Linked DNA regions of Mus musculus: regions 1, 2, 3 and 4 are each linked to region 5. The links are chromatin contacts, called in public Hi-C and promoter capture Hi-C maps. All regions are on one chromosome and are shown on one strand. Each heading gives the region's core, a stretch centred on a gene start, on an enhancer-like site or on the middle of the called end of the contact. The rest is flanking DNA. Distances are from core to core; before and after follow the strand shown.

Region 1 (3,815 bases), core at 626-3,125, 1.8 Mb before region 5:
TAATACAAATTACATAAGCAAACGGTCATGTGCTATTTCAAGTGTTTTAAAAGCAGACTCGGGCAGCAAGAAGGCCCTCCTCCCTGTTCTCCTCCCCAAACTCCCTGTCCTGAGTCAGGCTGACTTGCCAGCTCTGTAACAAGGAGAGCAAAAAAGACAAAACAAAGCAAAACAAAACACAAGCATGCTAGACTATTGAGCACAGTGCATCAATAGCAACCGCTAAAAGATAAACCACTTTCAACAAACATTACTATTGTTCATACTGTGGTAAAAATCCCTGCATTAGGAAGGAGAAGCCAGGAAAAGATTCATGGTGGAAAAGATTATAATCAGGAACCCCAGGTGACTGCCTTGATGGCCCCTGATCAACTCCTGCTGCATGACTGTAAACACTACCAATTTCTCATTTTGTCACTTTGGTGCCTCTGTGTGTGTGTGTGTGTGTGTGTGTGTGTGTGTGTGTACATATATGTGTTTGTGTAAGTGTATGCAGACATGTACATGAAGGTGCCCCGAAGGCCAGAAGAGAGCATACGATCCCTTGGAACTGAAGTTACAGATGGTTTTGAGTCACCTGATATGAGTGCTGGATTTGAACTCTGGTCCTCAGGACAGAACTTTAAACGTTCTTAAGCCATTTCTCCAGCCTGTTAGCTCTCTTAGTCAGGTTCCTCCAGCTGTCCTTACTGAGTATTGTAAACTCTGCTGGTTCTGTCAATCAACGACATGCAATTTATCCTTTTACTTTTTTTCCTTGCTATATACTCAGTAAACACATTTATTCAAAACCCCAGATCATTCCCTGGACTACAGAGAAAAGCAGGTTACGAGGACTTGATACTGCTTACAAGTCACTTGACTAACAAAAGGTGCCGAATAGACACTGATCTCCATCTCCTCTTATTAGATGTTGCTGAGCTTACAAAAATATGTATAGAGCAGTCCCTTCTACTTCCTGAGACCAGGAAAGTCATAGCTCTCAAAAGGATTTTGTAGCTGTTCTGAGTGGAGGCAAGCTAGAATCTAAATACGTTTGAAGATCTTGTCCCAATAGCACATAAAAGTCATCAAGTTTTCACTGGTCAGATTATAAAGATATTTTAGGTGCAATGGGTCATTGCAATCAACATCACGTGTATTCATTTATTTCAAGTCAGGGTTTAGATATGCGTCCCAAGGTGCCATAAAACTCATCCTGTAGCCAAGCTGAACTTGAGATTGCGATTTCCCTGACTCTGTCTTTCAAGTGCTAAGGAGTACATACAGGCACGCGCCACCAAGGTTGACTTTGCCTGCAATTTTTAATCTGAATATAAGAAAACTTTTACAAGTCTCTTTCCATTTTGAAGGCAAAGCTAATGAGAGCAGATTTCAGAAATTTTGAGATGATTTTGAAAACGGACATCTTCCCATTTGTTTATTCGACTAAACACATGTACACATACTTAACTCATAATCACATATGACTTTATGTATAGAATTAAAAGCAAATGTGAGCTGTGGTCCAGAGAGGACTTTAGCAGGCTAAAAGCAACGCGTATGGACCTGAAGGCATAAGGTTTTAACAGAGGCTGAAGTCTTTGTGCATATACGCGACAGGACTCGTGGCTACCCCATAGCTGGAGAAGACCGAGGGTCAGGCCTCCTATAGAAGTCCAAACTTGGAGACGTGACAGGAGCCAGAGTCCCCAACAGCTGCAGCTAAGAACCTGTTAACCTGAGCTCCTTCAGCTGTGAGCTGGAGCCAACTACTGTCTTTCAGAGGACAGAGAACCTGAAGCTCTGTCCAATCAGAGGCCCTAGCCTCAAGACGTGCCCAATCAGACACACAAACGGAGGGTAGGGGCGGGCTTTGGCTGTCAACCAGCCTTTGTCTGGGACCCTCCATATTGGAATCACTGTATGCTGCTAGGGAAGCTGTTGCTCAGCTTCGGTGGCGCGGTGACGCTGTAAGTGCTGGGCGATGGTGAGAAGACGCCAGCGGCTCCCAGAAGTGGACATGGTGAGTGTACGTGTGGCGCCCGGAGGTGACAGTGCGGGAAGCGCTGTGGCAGAGCAGGGTCTGCGGTGAGGCCTCCTGGGCAGCTGATCTGGATCCCCTGGGCTGCGGGGTTGCTGGAGCCTGGGCGTCCTGTCCTTCTACCTGAGGGTTCTGGCGCCTTTTCTGAGCAGCTCTGCTCTGGCTGCCTGTTTGCTCCGGATCATGCGTGGCGAGGACTTGGTGGATCATCAGGGGAGAGTCTCTGAATGTGACGGTCATTCACTAAAGGAACTATGTTTTCTAGAATCCCCAGTCCCTTCGTTCTCTCCGTGGCCCACCTAGCCCGAACTTCACAAATGAATGGGAAACAGGGTCGCAAACCCAGAACCTAAGCCAGCTCCACTGCAGTCTACTACCTGTTCTTCCACATCCTCGCCCACACTCCCAACACGAAAATTTCCCCTTTCACCCATTTTGTATGGTCCTGGGCTTACTACAGGTACTCTGCAGAGCAGCTGCACTTTTGAAAGCCTCCCATTTATTCCAAATGATATATTTTCCTTATGGTAATCTCAAACCAATATTTTTTTCAAAAAAAAAAAGTTTTGTTTTCCTCCAGGTACGAGAAAAATTGATTTTTAAGTGTGTTTGTGTGTGTCTGTGTGTGTCTGTGTGTGTCTGAGTGCACCAAATGAGGGCAGTGCCAGAAAATGGCGTGTGATTGATTCCCCTGAAGTGAAGTTACAGCAGGCTGTGAGTTTCCCCATGTGGATGCTGGGAACCAAGCCCCGGGTCCCCTGGAAGAGCAGCAATTGCTCTTAACTGCTGAGCTGTCTCTCTAGTCCTGAGGATGTTTGTGTGTGAAGAGAGTAAAGTAGAGAAGAAACCCCTGAGTCCTTGTTTTAAAAAGACTGTGTCTTCTGTCCTACCCCCCCCCCCCCACTCTAGGCTAGGACAATTTATGAGAATACCTTTGTCTACTTCCCCCATAGGAACTGTGAGATGTCCTCATCCCCACCTCCATGTCTTTTCCAGGTAGTAGGTTTCTGAAGTGCCTGAACCGAAATGCTTATAATCGTCCCGTCTCGGGTCTCTTGGAGTATTTAGCAATACTGAGTAGACCTGAAATGTGGGGTGAACTGTGGAAGAGTGTGATGGAAGTGCCAAGGCCCTATAAGGCTGCCAAGAGGTCCAGTGCTGCTCGTTGTGTGTGTGTGTGTTTTCTACTACATAGTAATTAATTTCTAATTAACTAGTAATTCTATTTTTATCTGTTATACTGATATGTCTGTGTTGCTCTTAACAATACCATCCTTTGATCCATGTACATCCATCGATAGATGACTTTTGTAGCATTGGAACCCTTGGATATTTTATCACAGTATTTGAATTACAAACTGCATGCTAGTGTCGTGTAATGATAGCTGATCTTACTGATCTTATTCTAGGGCACTGGGTCCTCTCCTCATCTAAGAGGATTTTTGAGGTGTGGGGGTGCAGTCTCTCAGGGGAGCACCCAGATGCCCTGCTGCCAGAAGGAAAGTCCTGGTATACTGTCATCTAAAAGAAACTCTGTTGTTCCATTGTTTTGATAATATTTATTCTGTGCTGAAGCTACAGGAGGTCTGTTGTTTGGAATAACCAGTCCCTGGTGGGATTCAAGTGGCTACTGGGGGAGCATTCAAAGCCTTTTCAGGGTTCACACTGGTCTGTGACCTTTCATTTCTTCATTAATGCTGGGAGTTGAGCACCAACCAAGTGCTTTTGTGCCTGCCTAACACTTAGGGCTGGCTTACAGTTTCACAGGTCCATTATCATCATGGTGGAAAGC
Region 2 (3,718 bases), core at 803-3,302, 1.0 Mb before region 5:
ACTCTACAAATAAAGTAATTTATTTACTGAGAGAAAACCTCATGGAGATCAGGCTAGCTTTAAAAGTGCTCTAAAGGCAAGGCTGGCCTTGAGTTCTTGATCCTCCCGCCTCCTATGTGCTGGGATTGCAGGCATCCACCGCCATACATTGTTTAGGTGGTGCTGGGGATGGGTCCTAGGCTTTATGCATGTTAAGTAAGCGTTCTACCAACTTAGCTACAGCCCCTAGCCCCCATCAAAAACTAATAATTAACTTAAACATATTCCCTGCTCCTGGCCAGTGTCCCCTAGATTCGAACCTTCCCAACAATGCTCAAATGCACGAGAGAAAGTGGAGAACATGGGGAACTGGTGAGGACAGATGTAACCCCACCACCACCCCAAGCCCACGAAAGACAAATGCAACGGCTCGGGGAAACAGGGCTGCTCTCTGGTTCCTGCCCAGCATTTCGAAGTGCCCTTGTGGAATGCAGCTGATCTTATCAACTGCCACTCCAGAACAGCCAGGAAGACCTGCCAAGTCCCAAGAATGTGGCCCGGGAAGGGAAGTTCCGGGCGTTTCCATGGCGCTTGGCCTCGGCAGGGCACTGGGCTGCTGTGTGAGCTGAGACTCGTGACCACTGAGTACACGGCCCGAGCAGGGGCCATGCCTGACCCTTAGGAGCCCTCCCTGCAGCACGAGGGAGGCCAGCTCTGTGGGATTTTTCAAATATCAACCTCAGAGCACGAGGTCAGACAGCAATTCACACACCCTACCATGTCCAAGATGTCTAGCTCGGGGACATGCCTGCTCAATGGGAGGACCGCCCGCAGCCGAGTCGGCGGCTGGGCCCTCTTACTCTGAACATCTGTGCTGTGCTTCGGGTGGTGCAGAGCAGGCAGCCAGTGGGGCCTTGCACTAGGAGGGTGCTCGGTTCACCAGCAGCACTCCCCAGTTGTGAGTGAAACCTCACAGGAACCCTCTGGAAGGCCCAGGAACCCTGACACTTCAGAGTCTCACCAGGAATCCTGAGGGTCAATTATTTATGGTTTACTTTCATTTTAGATTATGTGCCTATGGAGCCCAGAGGTCCACCTTGGCCATCATTCCTCAGGTGCTGTCCACCTTGTTTTTTATAAGACAGGGTTGGCTTTTTGGGGGTGGGGGTGGTTGGTGGCCTGAAATGTGAAAGTTAGATAGGCTGGCCCAAAGGGCCCCAGCGCCTGCCACCTCCCTAGCACTACAAGCACATGCTACCACACTCAACCTTTCTGACATGGGTTCTGAGGGATCAAACATAGGTCCTCCTGCTTGCAATTGGGCCAACAACTCCAGGACCCTCCCCCCACTTTTGACAGTCTTACTTTGCAACCCCAGTTGGCCCAGAATTTGCTATGTAAGCTACAACAGCCTTGGATTTATGGCAGTCCTTGCTCTGCCTCTTGAGTGCTGAGATTATAGATGGGCACCATCATGCCCAGTTAGGCTATCTGTGTGTGTGTGTGTATTTTGTTGTTGTTACTCTTTGTTTTTTAAGATCTCATGTATCCCAGGATACCCTTCAGGTGACTATGTAGCCAGGGACAGCCTTGAACTTCTGATCCTCCCTGCTCTATCTCCTGAGTGTTGGGACTACATGTATGCACGCACCACTACCCCTGGCTTATGTGGTGTTGAGGACTAAACGCCGGGCTTCCTGACTGTTAGGCAAATACTCTAAATGGCACCATTCCCACTTTCATGTTGGACAGCAGCTACACAGTGGGTCGGAGCTGTTTTCTCCGGACAGCTCCACTTAGACGCCTCTAGGACCGGGGAAGCACAGGTCGGGGAAATTACAAACTTTAATGGGGGCAGGTGCGCCGCCCTCCAGCATTAAGGCGGCCGGCCGTGGCTGGCCAAGGGGATTGTCCGTTCGGACTGGGGGCGGAGCCTGCGGGAACTAAGCACCGGTTCCAAGAAAAGGGCGGAGCCACCGAGCTGTGGGTCGGGAGAGAGGGCAGGGCCTGACGGCGTTGCTCGGCGGGCGGGGGCGGGACCACGCGAGCAGCCCCCGGGGGCGGGACGGGGTCACGTGTGTACACAGCCCCCACGGCGTGCGCGCCGTGAGCTCCGCTGCCTCCTGCAAGCCCAGCTGCCCGCCCGCGGCCGGTGCGCGGGCCGCCGCCCAGCGAGCGGTGAGTGGGGCCCGGGGAGGGGAGCCCCTAATGCTCTGTTCCAGGCGGGAGGAGACCGCGCCAGGCTGCGCTGGGTGGACGCCAGGGACAGGGAGTGTGGTCCTGAACCCGCGGCGGGCGGTGGGTTTGCTGCCCGAGGAGGCGGACGGGCTCTCCTAGGACGCTACGGTTACCATCTTCGTCCCTTCTGTTGGTTAAGAGCGTCAGGACATTTGGAACCCGTGCGTAGAGATAGCGGAACTTGCGCCATCGGCCCTGAACATTCATCGGGCACGGGAGGCAGTACCAGCAACTAGAACCCCAAGTGAAGGGATACAGTTTCTTCGGTCCTCAGGCTTGCTGACTAGGACTAACTTAGTACCCGCTGTCCAGAACAGCACCTGCCAATTTAGCGCGCCCCGGTCTGTGATTATGTTCTTGCGAGCTGCATTCCTATTCTCGTCCTGATCCAGCAACCTGACATCTATGTCCACCTCCATGTATCAGAGGCACTGATAACCTGGGGTTAAGCTAGCTTGAAAGAACTATAAGTTAATCCTATTGAAACGCCTCTGGACGTGTCCTGAGGCCACTCCACCCATAGGGGACCAGGCACTATCTCTGTGAGTGCAAGGAAACACTATTAATAATTACACTAAGGGTACAGTCACATTATCCTAACCTGCCATGTAAGTCTTTGAAGAACAACCACAAGGTCCAGATTTCCAAACTAGAACCTCTGGTTGCTCCCAGGGTACAGTGTATCAGTGTCCCCGTGACTCTTTTTTTTTTTTTTTTTTTTTTTGGTTTTTCGAGACAGGGTTTCTCTGTGTAGCCCTGTCCTGGAACTCACTTTGTAGACCAGGCTGGCCTCGAACTCAGAAATCCGCCTGCCTCTGCCTCCTGAGTGCTGGGATTAAAGGCGTGCGCCACCACGCCCGGCTCCCCGTGACTCTTGAATGGGCTCATGAAGAAAGCTGCGACACATCCAGCTAAACCTAATGTGGGGATGCATGGGGATTTAGGTCAGAATGTGTAGGCTGAGTAGTTGGGAGGGGATGCCTGTGTGGTTCACAGACTGGAGGAGACTCTTGCAGCTCCCTGGGCATTCTCTCCTTCCTTACCCCACAATGTCCTAGCATAATCCCCTCCTTTAATGACCCAAACATACTGAGACATGAAGCCAAGCCCTTGGGGGAGTGAGATCTGTGCTCACAAGTGAGGCTCCTGTTTTCCTTAACCTGCCCTAGTTACTTGCTCCTGCCTGCAGCCTCTCAGCTTCCCTGTGGCTCGAGCTGTCCTGACCCAGCAGCCGGACAGTTCAACCTACAAGTCTGGCTGGCCAGCACTGGGTCACATGTGTCTCTGAGCTCTCAAAGGCCCTGGTGGCCCAGGACTCCAAGCACCACAGAGGCTTCAAAAGGCAGAGAGGACTCGGTCTGCAGAGAGACGTGGTTGACTTTTCAGCAGAGACGCAGAGTGACCTGTGCACCCCAATGTCCACTCTGGGGACCCTTTCATACAGGAGTTTCCCCATCTGAATTAGGAGCGCTGTAAACCCAGCAGAGCATTGTTGTGATGG
Region 3 (3,949 bases), core at 591-3,090, 1.0 Mb before region 5:
GCATACTAGTAATCTAAGCCCTAGGGAAGGAGAGGCTGGAGGAGCAGGAGTTCAAAGCCAGCATGAGCTACACAAGACCCTGTATCAAGACCACCACCACCATAACAACAAACAGCAAAATTCCTTCCCCAAAATAACTCCCAAGGTAGCTGAGTGGTGTTGCCTGCGATCCCAGCCCTGGGAGGCAGAAGCAGGAGGATTTGGGCCACACCAGCCAGCCATGCAGAAGCATGGACACTGCGGGGGAAGTTGTCCAGAGATGCCTGGACACCAGAACACTTAACTCACCCAGGCAACTCTGGGGTCTTCGCTGAAGCCATGGGGACTCTCATGCTGGCATGGGAGTTCGTGCCTGCTCCCGGAGGGGCTGCAGACTCCAGCCCTGATCATCCTGACAGTCTCCTGTCCCACCCTGCCTGGCTTTTCTACACCTACCTCCACATCCCATTCATTGTCCCTGATGGCCAGGCAAATCTCAGCTCACCAGCTACCGTGCAGACACCACAGCACACCATCTGCCTTGACTTCCTCCTTTCCAATACAAGCAAACGGAGCCACACCAATCCTCCCCTGGGATTGTGACATCAGAGTCCTGTTGGTCCCTCTGCCTCTGATTTCCATAGCCCTCGCTCCTGGCCAAGTCTGGCACATAGCAACTGCTCAATAAGGATTTCTTGCAGCGATTATGTAGATTTTCCTGTCTGGGTAGGGGCCCTAGCTTGGATATTCTGTAAGTGGCCTTGGTGGCAGTTGGTTGAAACATGACCCAGACATCCACAGTAGCGACAGGGAGCTGTCGCAGCCCAGGCTCACGCTGTTGCAGGGAAGAGAGGTGCTAGGGTGAATGCAGTCTAGGCTGGGCTTCTCTCCACAGACAAGACCTGGCTGTAAGGACTGCGGATGGCTTCTGCGCCTTCCTCAGCTCAGCATTTGTGCAGGGCGTGGATAACACCCCAGGGAATAGGCCCCGTGGTGAGGGGCCCTGCTTGGGGGGTAGGACTCCAGGTGCCTCATGTTGAGGCAGGCTGCGGGGAAGCAACCCAGCTACTTCTGGTGCCAAGAGCCACCCGCCCGCAGAGCCCTTTCTCACAGAGGCACCTCCTCCCCAGTGAGGCCTCCAGGGTTTAAGAGACAGGATTAGAGCCCAGACAGCTAGGGCTGTAAACCCAGCCACCTGCTGGGTCTGTTCACGGTCTCCTAAATGGGATGGCCCCTCAGTGTCTGGGTGGTTGTGCCCCTTACTCCAGGCTGCTGGGGTGAGAGCTCCCTCAGCTTCAGCAGACACTCACTGCTTCTGAAGGCTATGAGCTTTGAGGTCCTTGTGGTGAGAGAGGTCCTTGATGGCTGCACAGGGCATTCAGTGTACCTGCTGGGCACTAGGGTCCTGAGGACACAGGGGACCCTCATCCTTTCTTTCAGGATGAGGGTCTAGTCTCAGAGTCCCGTAAGTTCTACTTTGACGGGAGGCCACGGAGAACTATTGGTTCCCAAAGTGGGGGACAGAATAGACATGGCTCTGACTGTGACACTGGAACCTGAGGAGACATGGAGGGATGGATGTAGGTATCTTGGAAGCCTGACCTCGCCTGGCCCAGGCTTGGATAACCTGTGACCAAAACGTCTTGGCTCTGTACTGCCGACAGAGGTCCTTTCAGCCCCCAACCCAGGCCCCCTGCCACAGAGGAGACCCCACATTCCACATAACCTGTAGCTTTAAGCCTCCTGTTGGGCTGTCTCCTGCAAACTGCTCATTCCACATTCTCGGGGTGGTGGGGTGGGTGGGGTGCCGGCACGCCCTGGGGAGGATGGCTATAAGGCAGAGGGCTCACTGGGCCCCTGGAGAGCTGAGGATTTGCCATCCAGCTGTTCACATGGCTCTGCTGCTCCTGGGTGTCTGGGGGATCTTGCTACTTCTGGGGCTGTGGGGACTGCTCCAGGGCTGCACCCGGAGCCCCTCCCTGGCTCCTCGGTGGCCCCCTGGGCCTCGCCCTCTGCCGTTCCTGGGGAACCTGCATTTGCTGGGTGTGACCCAACAAGACCGGGCACTGATGGAGGTAGGGTGGGCGACCCTATTTCATCTCACAGCTCACATGGTGTCTGTGTCCCAGCACTGACAAGGGAAGCCAGGGGGGATTCAGGATGCCAGAGGCTTGTCCCAGAGAGCAGATGTTGGAAGCAAGAGTGGCCTAGGCTAGGGAGATAGCTCATTGTAGTGTGTTTGCTTAGCATTCACAAGAGCCTGGTTCTATCCCAGAATTGCAAATAAAAGATAGATAGATAGATAGATAGATAGATAGATAGATAGATAGATAGATAGATAGATAGATACGTAGGTAGGTAGGTAGGTAGGTAGGTAGATAGATAGATAGATAGATAGATAGATAGATAGATAGATGGGACAGGACAGCAGCCAAGGGTCAGGGCTCAGGATTGGTGAGCAGGGTGGGCTCTGGAACAATGAGGAAGAGACTGGCAGGTGTGTCTAGAAGTGTTGGAAATGTGGCAGGGCAGCAGTGCCCTTGTCTGGGTAGGGTATTAGCTAGGTACGGCTTCTCCCTAGAACTCAGACATGAAGGTAAGCTGGCTGCACCGCCACTGGCCAGGGTTAACTGGCTCAGTAGGGTGGAGGTCCTTGAATTTTGTCTGGGGACTCTTGTTTGCAGAGAAGTCCACACAACTGCAGAGCTAGCTTGAAGTGGCTCTGCCACACCTTTCCTAGGGTGGGTCAGGCTAGACTCCGACGTGGCTGCCGGCACTAGGTTCAGAGGCTCAGGCCCTACCTCGGGGCCCAGTCTGAGGAGCAGAGATCAGGCAGATCCAGCCATGGCTCTGGGTGAGACCCACAAATTCCACTCTAGCTTTCTCATTTTTTTTCAACGGTTTCTCTTTGAAGTGGGGTGATGGAAGTTTGAACATTTGAACAGCGCCCCCTCCTGGGGAGACTGGAGGGGCTCTTGGGGTTCTCTCCAGCTCTTAAGCTTCCAGCCTACATACAGTACGGCTGTATGTAACTCTTAGAGGGTGGGTGGAGGCTGCCTGTCTGACACCTGTCTGTCCCCACCAGCTCTCAGAACGCTACGGGCCCATGTTCACAATCCATCTGGGATCTCAGAAGACCGTGGTGCTGTCGGGCTATGAGGTGGTGAGGGAGGCCTTGGTTGGAACCGGGCATGAGCTAGCCGACCGGCCCCCAATTCCCATCTTCCAGCACATCCAGCGAGGTGGGGGTAGGTGGGCATTGGGGTTCCTTGCCAGATGGGGGGGAGACTAGGCCTCTTGGATTGGTACTAGGGAGAGACAGGATCAGCCTATTGCAAGACAGGAGAAGTATGACCCAGGGTAACCTCCGAATGGGAGGGGCATGGAGTTGAGCCTGCCCCCCCACCCCGAGTGGGCCCCCTGTTCCCTGCATGCATCATCAGATGGGGCGTGGCTGGCACTCATGGCTCATGTCTACCTGACAGGCATTTTCTTTTCTTCTGGAGCTCGCTGGAGGGCGGGTCGCCAATTCACGGTGCGCACACTGCAGAGCCTGGGTGTGCAACAGCCATCCATGGTGGGCAAGGTGCTGCAGGAGCTGGCCTGTCTTAAAGGACAGCTGGATAGCTATGGAGGTGAGTGGGGGACCGGGATGCCCCTGCCCAGCATCTATTCCCACCTGAGGCCTTTCTCCCTGACCTACAGGCCAGCCCCTCCCCCTGGCGCTGCTGGGTTGGGCACCCTGCAACATCACCTTCACACTTCTCTTCGGCCAGCGCTTTGACTACCAGGATCCTGTGTTTGTGTCCCTGCTGAGTCTCATTGACCAGGTCATGGTCCTGTTGGGGTCACCTGGCATACAGGTGAGAGGTTGCCACCCGACAGGAAATTGAGCCCCAGCTGAACTAGAATGTTGGGCCCAGTTCTAAACCCTGAGGTCAGGGCTGGTTGGTACCTAACAATCTTCAAA
Region 4 (4,151 bases), core at 1,442-3,941, 1.1 Mb before region 5:
TTAGCCCTCCAGAGCTGCAGGTCAGGGCTCCTGAGAGTGCAGGTTTCACCAGCATCTAAGCAAGAACGAGTGATTCTAAAGTCGTCCAGGCCATCCAATGGCCAGATGCTTGCAGAGAGAACCTGCCACCTTCACGGACAGCTTGGGAGACGCACAACACACCCTCCCTCTCCTACAGCCTTTGGCAGGACAGGGATACCAATGGAGTCTTGAAAGAGAATGAGCTAAGCCCTGTCAGCACCCCACAATAGCTGAGGGTGAGTTATACACAGCCCTTGACAGGACAAAGACTCCAATGGAGTCTTCAGGAAAAGGGTCCTCCCTGTCAATAGCCCACTATACCTGGGGTGAGAAAATATCTGTGGTGGGTGATGGATGGACCCCAACGTCAAGATACAGACTGGGGTGAGGCTCACTGGGTGCTTTCCCACAGCCGGGTGAGACTGCTCAAGGCTGCCCTGGAGCCTTGATGGTCAGAGGTGACCTGGGCTTGCCATGATGTTCTGCTGTCTAAGAAGATGTCATTATTCCCCAAGGTACCCTTGATCCCCCTGGAGTGGTCAAGAACACCCATGAGCCAATCCAGAGGACCACATGGAACACACATGTCTCCCCACCTCAACAAGGCCACCACAAGACAGGAGACTCCAGAACAGCATCACAGAACACAGGAAGACCCAATTACCTACTAAGCACCGGGGGCCTGTGCGGACCTGCCATCGGAGTCACGAGGCAGGCGTTGTGGCTGAGCCCAGGAGCTAGGCAAAAATGGGAGGTTTGTATAGACAGTGCGTGTGGGCCCCGAGTGGGCATCAGGAAACCCAGGCAGCCTGTGGACACCCAAGTGAGTTCAAGCTGTTGAGGCCTCAGTTTCCCTGCTCATAAAATGGAAACAAGCCTCATACTTAATCTGCCTCGCAGGTGGGGGAGGGGGAGAAACAAGCTGTTATTATAAGGCAAGTCTGAAAATGGGCAGCTTGGCTTACAGCCAGCAAGGGCTGGGCCCCAAGAGGGCAGTAGCTGCGGCAGCCAGTGGCCTGGGACTGGCTAAAGGGCTGCTAGGACATTACATAGGTGAATGGTGTAGGGTGGTTCCTATTGAGCCTTCTGGAAGCCCCTTCTTCCTCCTGCTCAGGCCAGGAGGTCTAGGGAAAGTAAAAGCTGTTCTGGCTGGGTGGCCAAGGAATACGAGGTTAGGCCAGCTTCTCTCGTGGGGTTTGCTGCCCCCCCCCCACAAGTCAGGCTTGGAAGCTGGGCAACCCATCAGCCCTCCTTACAGGGGACTCCAGCATAGCCAGCTTTCCTAAACAAGTTGAAAGGCAGGTCTGAGAGAGGGAGGTGGGGAGAGTCCACTGAGCCAGGCCAGCTGGCAGCAGTACCACATAGCACCAGGGAGGCACCACCCCGCTGCACCACCGTCAGGGCCCTGCGGTGCCCCAAGAGACCAGGAAAGGGCTACTTCATCTTGCCTACTTCCCACTGAAGCTTGGTCAATGTCTCCTCCCAGGGACACCAGGGCCCCTGGGGTGGCATGCACTTACTATTGGCTAGCAGATTCTCAGCCTCAGGCTGGCACTCTTCAGCCCAGAGGCGGGGATGTGGGGGAGAGATGGGAAGGAGGTCCTATTTACAGACTGCAGGCTTTCCGCCTGCATCTCAGGGAGATAGAGTTAAGTCCCCAAGGAATTGATTCCTGGTATGTTCTGAGGGGTTCATGCTAGGGCCCCCTGATATCCCTGAAATGCCCTGTCCCCACCTGCATACCCAGATAGGATCGGCCTGGGAGGGCCAGCTCTCAGAGCCTGCCAGCTGGTCAGAGAACCCGGCCCTTTTTCCATAGCCAATCCTGAGCCCCTGTGTTCTGGCCCCTACAAATCCTTCCAAACCTGGAGCAACCAAGGGACAAAGTCTGGAAGATGTCTGACATATGCGTCTATGACTCCCACCTGTCCCCGACTGTCCTGATCCCAGAGAAGCTAGGTAGAGAGAGCCAAAGGCACATGGCCAGAATGTCCTCACAGGGCCACCCAAGGCTCTGCATCCTCCCCCAGCCTTGAGTCTGTACAAGACGGTGGCCCCAGGCAGGGATGCCATGACGTCATCTCCAGGTAGCTGGGAACCAGGTGGACCCCATACTCCCTGGCAGACACCCTGGGCTCACTGGCCGCTTTCCTTGCAAGCCAACCGCCCCTGCTGATTTCCTCTTTTTTTTTAATACCCCGAGACGCCAAGGTTTCGCAAGGCTGGGGAGGGGAGGCGGCTGCGGGTGACAGCGTGACACGCAGCCCGGCGGGGGAGGGGAGTCGGCGGCACAGGTCGCACGGAGCCCGCGAGGTGCCCTCCGGATGCTGCGCCTCACCACTGCCAGTCCCTGACGCCGGCAGGTGCACCCGGGCCGCGCCCCAACCCAGCCAGGACCCAGCGCGTGGCGCGTCCCCATCCCCCGCGCCCCCCACGCAGTCCTGTCCACCCGGCCGCACCCCGCGCCTCCGCCCGTCCCGCACCTACCCGGGGCTCCGCAGTCAGCGCAGCGCGTGTTCCCCGGCCGCGTCAGTAGCTCCAGCAGCGCCCGGCGCCGCTCCCCGGCCATGGCTGCGCGGCCACCGCGCCGTCCCGAGCACGCCCGCCCCGCTAGGGCCCCGCGCCGCGCGCCCGCCGCCCGCCTTGCGCCATCGCCACCGCTCAGCCCGCGCGCCGGCCCCGATCGTGTCGCCGCGCGGGGCCGCCCTGAGCGGAGCTGCGCGCGCGGGGACCGGGGAGTAACGCACGGCGCGCCCGGGACGGCGCGGCCCGCGGGCGGCCCCCAGCGGCGCGGACAGGGAGCGGCCTCTTGGAGAGCCCGGCCTCAACGGGTCCACCTGGGGCGGGGTCGCAGGGAACCCGCGCTGCGGAAGGATGGGCCACCCAACACGCAAGCGTGCCTGTTGGGTTGAAGCTGAGGTCGCGGGCAGCTCAGGCTAGCCCTACCTATGAATGACAAATTCCAGTACTAAAAGGATCGAAGGGCTCCACCCTCACACGTGTCCAAGTCTATAGTCTCATCTCCAAGAGATAGGACAAGAACTGGCCACACCCTTCCTGATCTCTGGCCCGCTCCCTCCCAGAGCCGGGTGTCTGCTTCTTTAACTGGCCCTAGCATTTCTTTTCAAATTCCATTTTCTCCATTATAAACGCAATAGTAGCCATTTAGAAGCCAATGGCCACACCCAACTGAGAAATGAAAGCCATCTCCAAAGCCTCCTGAGAGTCTACTCCTGCTAATATGTCACAGCCAGGGTGTTGGTTGCTCTATGATTTGGCCCCACAGTGTTCCCTGCCCCGCAAAGGCCCCTGGGTTAAGGGCACAGTCCCCACGGTGATGCTATAGTGTGGTCAGGGCTACTGGGAGGAAGTTAGGTTGTTGGGACCCTAGCCTCTTCGTTATGCTCTCTCTTGCTTCCTGGGGAGGAAGGGTCCGTTTTGTCCCACCACGTATGTCATGCTGCTTTACTGCACATTGTCTTTCTGAGTGTCTACTTTGATGTCATGAACGTTTGCAATCCTGGCCGACTCCACCTGGTGGCCCTCTGCTGAGGCTGTTGTCTTGCCAGGGGCATCTGTCCCTCCTGACCTGGCTGTCATGCCATTGCAGAACTTGTTTTGGGATCAGGAGACAGAACATGCAACCTGCCCCAATGCACATTTTGGAGGTCTTGAGGCCGGTGGCGCTGTAGGCTTGTTGTTTAACGGATCTAATGTTTTTCTCCTGAAGCCTACTGGAGCCTGGCTCCAGACCTGGCACACAGCAGGAGCTTGGAGAATGAAGCAAAATGCAGACTGCTGGGGGCTGGGGAAGTGGTTCAATGGATAGAGAGCTTACCCAGCATTCACCGAGCTGCGTATTGTGTCCTCGGCACCACAGAACCTAGGAGTACTGACGGATGCCTCTACTCTCAGTGCCCAGGAGGTCGAGGCAGGAGGATCCGCTGTTCAAGGCCATCCTCAGCTACACATCTAGTATGAGGAGAACAACCTGGACTATACGAGACCCAGTCTTTAAAAACAAACAAACAAACAAGCAACAAAAATACAGAATCAAGACAAAAATAGACTAATGGTAGTAGTTGTGTCCCAGGTCTCTAGTAATCCAGTCAGTCTCAGACTTGCAGCAA
Region 5 (3,793 bases), core at 37-2,536:
TACTGGGATGGCCTGTCAATCGTGAAGGACTACATGGCTGTGACTAACACACAAGTCACACCACTGCCCAAGATCTGTCAAAAATCTAGACGAAATCCTTCCTAACGTCAGCCATTAGCTGAGTTCTCTAGGAAGTAATATGGAAGATCCCAAATTTGCCAAGAGAGCTCTAACCCATCACCACTGCTACAAGCCACAAGGAATTGCTTTATGAGTCAGGCAGGGGCTCAGAGCACAGGCTCCAGAGCTCTTGCAGAGGACAGGAGTCTGGGTCCCAGCAGCTCTACTGAGTGGCTAACAGGCAGGTGAAACTTTGGCCTCTCGGGAATCTAACACATCTGTCCTCCAAGGGCGCGCGCGCACACACACACACACACACACACACACACACACACACACATACATATACACAGTTAGAAATATTTTTTTAAAAAAGCATTCTTAAAAGGCATAAGTAGCTCTGGATCAGTCTCCCTTTCTCAAGGCGCCCAGGTATAGGGACTTAAGTGGTGGCTCAAACATACAACCTCAAAAATACAATGTTTTACCCAACAAGACCCAAAGACTGTTGACCAACTCCGAGGGGAGTTTCACCTTCTCTCCATTCTTCAGAGGCGTTCATTGACATCCTCCTCCCTCCCCTGGGGTTAAAAGTACTACCCTAAACCCTTCGTCCCAAGAGAAGAACCTGTCTTTCCACCAATGCTCTAGATGGCCATACTCAGCGACACTTGGCCAGACCTGGCTGGCACACACCAGGCCCAGCTCCACCCTTGCGCCTCTGGCCACATGGATGCGTCCCCACAGTCCACAAAGCCGGGGACCCCAGGAAAAAGAGTCTGATACCAAAGACACATCCCTTTCCCTGGACATGGTCACACATGAATATAAACCACTCTCTAGACCACGTCTCCAAAGTGGGGTCAGAAAAGACCCAGGTGCAACTCCACACGGCCGCTCGCTAACGGAGGGCTGAAGAGCAGCGTCCCAGGGAGCAGCGGGAAGAGGCTGGCCCCAAGAATGTCCACCCCCCCACCCCGGCCAGGCGAGGTGTGGCACTGACAGGTGGTCCCCGAGTGTGAAGCACTTGGCTCTCCGCACAGGGCCATCGGGCCGCGTGCCCTACCTGTCGCCGGCGGATCCGCCTCCTCGTCAGCCTCCGCCTCAGCAGCTGCAGCGACTGCCGGCGAGGGCAGCGGGTCCATCGCGCGGCCAGTCATGTGAGCCCGCTCGCCCACGTGACTTCCTCCCGCGCCCGCCCGGCCAGCCCCGCCCACGCCAGCTCTTGTCCGGCGTGGCCACGCCCATGCCAACCTCGCCACGCCCCTCCGCTCACCCCAAGCAGTAAGACCACGCCCCTACCCACGAGCCACGCCCCAACCACGTGGCCGCGGCCGGGGCAGCGTTCAGCAGCTCTGGTCCAAGACTGAGTGCTAGCGCGAGTACCGCCCCAGCTGCTTAGTGCCACCTCCCTCCAGTGCGCACCCACCTCCCCGCTCTTAGCCAGCAGCTGTTACTCATCTTCTTGCCCACCCTCTGACCCACGCTGCCATTCATTTTTGCATTCGCTTGCCCACTCACACATGCTCTGTGAATTCCGGGGCAGCCCCTGTGAAAGGTGCTACGGACATTAGAACAGTGTTCTAGTACCTTCTGGGATTTGGAGCGTGAAACATGGCTAGAGAGTAGGTCTTCTGACTATAATAGGTCTCTGAAGATTACTGATGAGGAACAACATTCCATAATTGTTTGCAGATAACCAGGCCATTCTCCTTTCTGTTGGGGATTGAGCCCATAGGCTCCCACATGCTGAGCTGGCCCTCTACCACTGTGCTATGTATCACCAGCCCTTTATTATTTATTTGTATATTGTTGGAGATAGGGTCTCAATATATAACCCTGGCTGTCCTGGAACTCACTATGGCTAGCCTCAAACTCAAAGATCTGCCTGCCTCTCTCTCCTGAGTGCTGGGATTGAAGATGCACACCAGGACGTTGAGCTTTATGTATTTATTTTGACTCGGGGTCTAGTTAGCCAGGCTAGCCTTGAACTCACTCTGTAGCTAAGGCAGAACATCCTCCTGCCTCAGCCTCCCTAGGAGCTAAGTTGAACATACATACCTCCAGGCCTGGCCCTCTGACTGACAGAGGGAAGCAAGGATGTAAGAGCACACAGGAGCAGTGTCTGACCCGGGGCTGAATATGAGGACTGAGTCTAGAACTGCAGGAGGAGGAAGAGGAGGAGGAGGAGGAGGAAGAAGAAGAGGAGGAGGAAGAGAGAGAAGAAGAAGAAGAAGAAGAAGAAGAAGAAGAAGAAGAAGAAGAAGGAGGAGGAGGAGGAGGAGGAGGAGGAGGAGGAGGAGGAAGAGGAGGAGGAGGAGAACAAGAAGAAGAAGAAGAAGAAGAAGAAGAAGAAGAAGAAGAAGAAGAAGAAGAAAGGAAAAAGAAAGAAGGAGAAAAAGAAAAAAGAAAGGCAACCTAAACTGCATATAGATACATTATCTCAAGTAAAGGAAAAGCAAAAAAATATCTGGGAGAAGAAGAGGGTTATTAATAAGACTCCATCAGAACAGTTGGGTGTGGTGGCGCACACCTTTAATCCCAGCACTCGGGAGGCAGAGGCAGGTGGATTTCTGAGTTTGAGGCCAGCCTGGTCTACAAAGTGAGTTCCAGGACAGCCAGGGCTACAGAGAAACCCTGTCTCGACTCCATCAGGGAAGGCCTTTCTTATTTCACAGTAAAGACCTCGCCTCTCCAGATATTGATGTCTAATGATTTCCATGGAGTGGACTGAAGGCTCCAAGGTTGGAGCCCTAGGATGCCTCTCAGTCTCCCTGCTGGTGCCTCTAAAGTTTTTAAAGCCCTAAGCTTGGCTGTAGCTGCGTCTAGTTCCCTTTATTTTCCAGGACTACAATCTATTGTGTAGAAGTGTAACAGAGCCCCAGATCTTAGCTCCATCATGGAAGGAGTATCCAGGCTATAAAACTCAGCACAAAACACCACCTGCCAAAAATGAAGACCTGATCCATCAAAGCCCATAGTTCTGGGAAAGTGCTAAGCTTGCTTTTCAGCTTCTGTAGTTCTGCTTCTGGCTAACTGTCCTTGTTAACCGAAATATGTCAACCCAGACATATTTGGTTTTCATGCTTAAAAGCTCACCCTAAGAGAGGTTCAGTGTGACACTGGGATCCCGTCAGTGTAATCCCCAGTGGGCTAATACTTTCTATTGGCTTAAGCCTAAGCCAGAGCAGTCTTCTCTGGCAAACACCCCACAGCAAAAGTGGTTCAAAAGTTTGGGTAGAGCTGGGTGTGATGGCGAACGCCTTTAATCCCAGCACTCAGGAGGCAGAGGCAGGCGGATTTCTGAGTTTGAGACCAGCCTGGTCTACAAAGTGAGTTCCAGGACAGCCAGGTCTATACAGAGAAACCCTGTCTCGAAAAACAAAAACAAAAGAATTAAGGTTTTTGTATGTTTTGGAAAACAAGGTCTCTTATAGTCCAGGCTGATCTCAAACTCTCTATGTAATTGAGGATGACCTTAAACTCATGTGAGTGAGTGAGTGTGTGTGTGTGTGTGTGTGTGTGTGTGTAGAGTTTGGAGGACAACCCCTAAGATTTATTCCCCCTCAGGAGCCATCCATCTTGGACATGTAGGCTGTCTGGCCAGCAAGCTCCAAGGATGAGCCTGTCTTCTCTGAAACTACAACTCCCACCATACTTAGCTTTTTCCTGCAGGATTGATATCTTCATGCCTGCATAGCAAACAGTTTCCTGGCTGAGCTTTCTGCCCAGC

What was found. Promoter capture Hi-C pulls out the DNA fragments that hold promoters and counts their contacts. Hi-C and Micro-C count contacts between places; a contact is called where the count stands out from the background.
Region 1: a contact with region 5 is called in a Hi-C map of B cells, with 8 read pairs. The contact joins the promoter of A430033K04Rik here to the promoter of Snx8 in region 5. A contact is called at or near these places in 2 of 39 promoter capture datasets (liver and pre-B cells) and 1 of 484 Hi-C or Micro-C datasets (B cells).
Region 2: a promoter capture Hi-C map of pre-B cells shows a contact between it and region 5, with 2.2 times the contacts expected there. The contact joins the promoter of Gpr146 here to the promoter of Snx8 in region 5. A contact is called at or near these places in 1 of 39 promoter capture datasets (pre-B cells) and 2 of 115 datasets of contacts at active chromatin or transcription factors (extraembryonic endoderm stem cells and pancreatic cancer cells).
Region 3: a contact with region 5 is called in a promoter capture Hi-C map of cranial neural crest. The contact joins the promoter of Cyp2w1 here to the promoter of Snx8 in region 5. A contact is called at or near these places in 2 of 39 promoter capture datasets (cranial neural crest and pre-B cells).
Region 4: a contact with region 5 is called in a promoter capture Hi-C map of pre-B cells, with 2.9 times the contacts expected there. The contact joins the promoter of Adap1 here to the promoter of Snx8 in region 5. A contact is called at or near these places in 1 of 39 promoter capture datasets (pre-B cells) and 1 of 115 datasets of contacts at active chromatin or transcription factors (embryonic forebrain).

Annotation. Positions count from the first base shown.
Region 1 is chr5:138,620,984-138,624,798 of GRCm38.p6, forward strand. A430033K04Rik (RIKEN cDNA A430033K04 gene) reads left to right here and starts at 1,876. Exons shown (of 4, transcript NM_183025.2): 1 at 1,876-2,005. The coding sequence starts at 1,967.
Region 2 is chr5:139,378,587-139,382,304 of GRCm38.p6, forward strand. Gpr146 (G protein-coupled receptor 146) reads left to right here and starts at 2,053. Exons shown (of 2, transcript NM_030258.5): 1 at 2,053-2,157. All of the region lies in intron 2 of 3110082I17Rik (RIKEN cDNA 3110082I17 gene), which reads right to left.
Region 3 is chr5:139,350,776-139,354,724 of GRCm38.p6, forward strand. Cyp2w1 (cytochrome P450, family 2, subfamily w, polypeptide 1) reads left to right here and starts at 1,841. Exons shown (of 9, transcript NM_001160265.2): 1 at 1,841-2,054; 2 at 3,065-3,227; 3 at 3,465-3,614; 4 at 3,685-3,842. The coding sequence starts at 1,872.
Region 4 is chr5:139,322,773-139,326,923 of GRCm38.p6, forward strand. It overlaps Adap1 (ArfGAP with dual PH domains 1), which reads right to left and starts at 2,692. Exons shown (of 11, transcript NM_172723.4): 1 at 2,509-2,692. The coding sequence starts at 2,590.
Region 5 is chr5:140,388,022-140,391,814 of GRCm38.p6, forward strand. It overlaps Snx8 (sorting nexin 8), which reads right to left and starts at 1,287. Exons shown (of 11, transcript NM_172277.3): 1 at 1,127-1,287. The coding sequence starts at 1,220.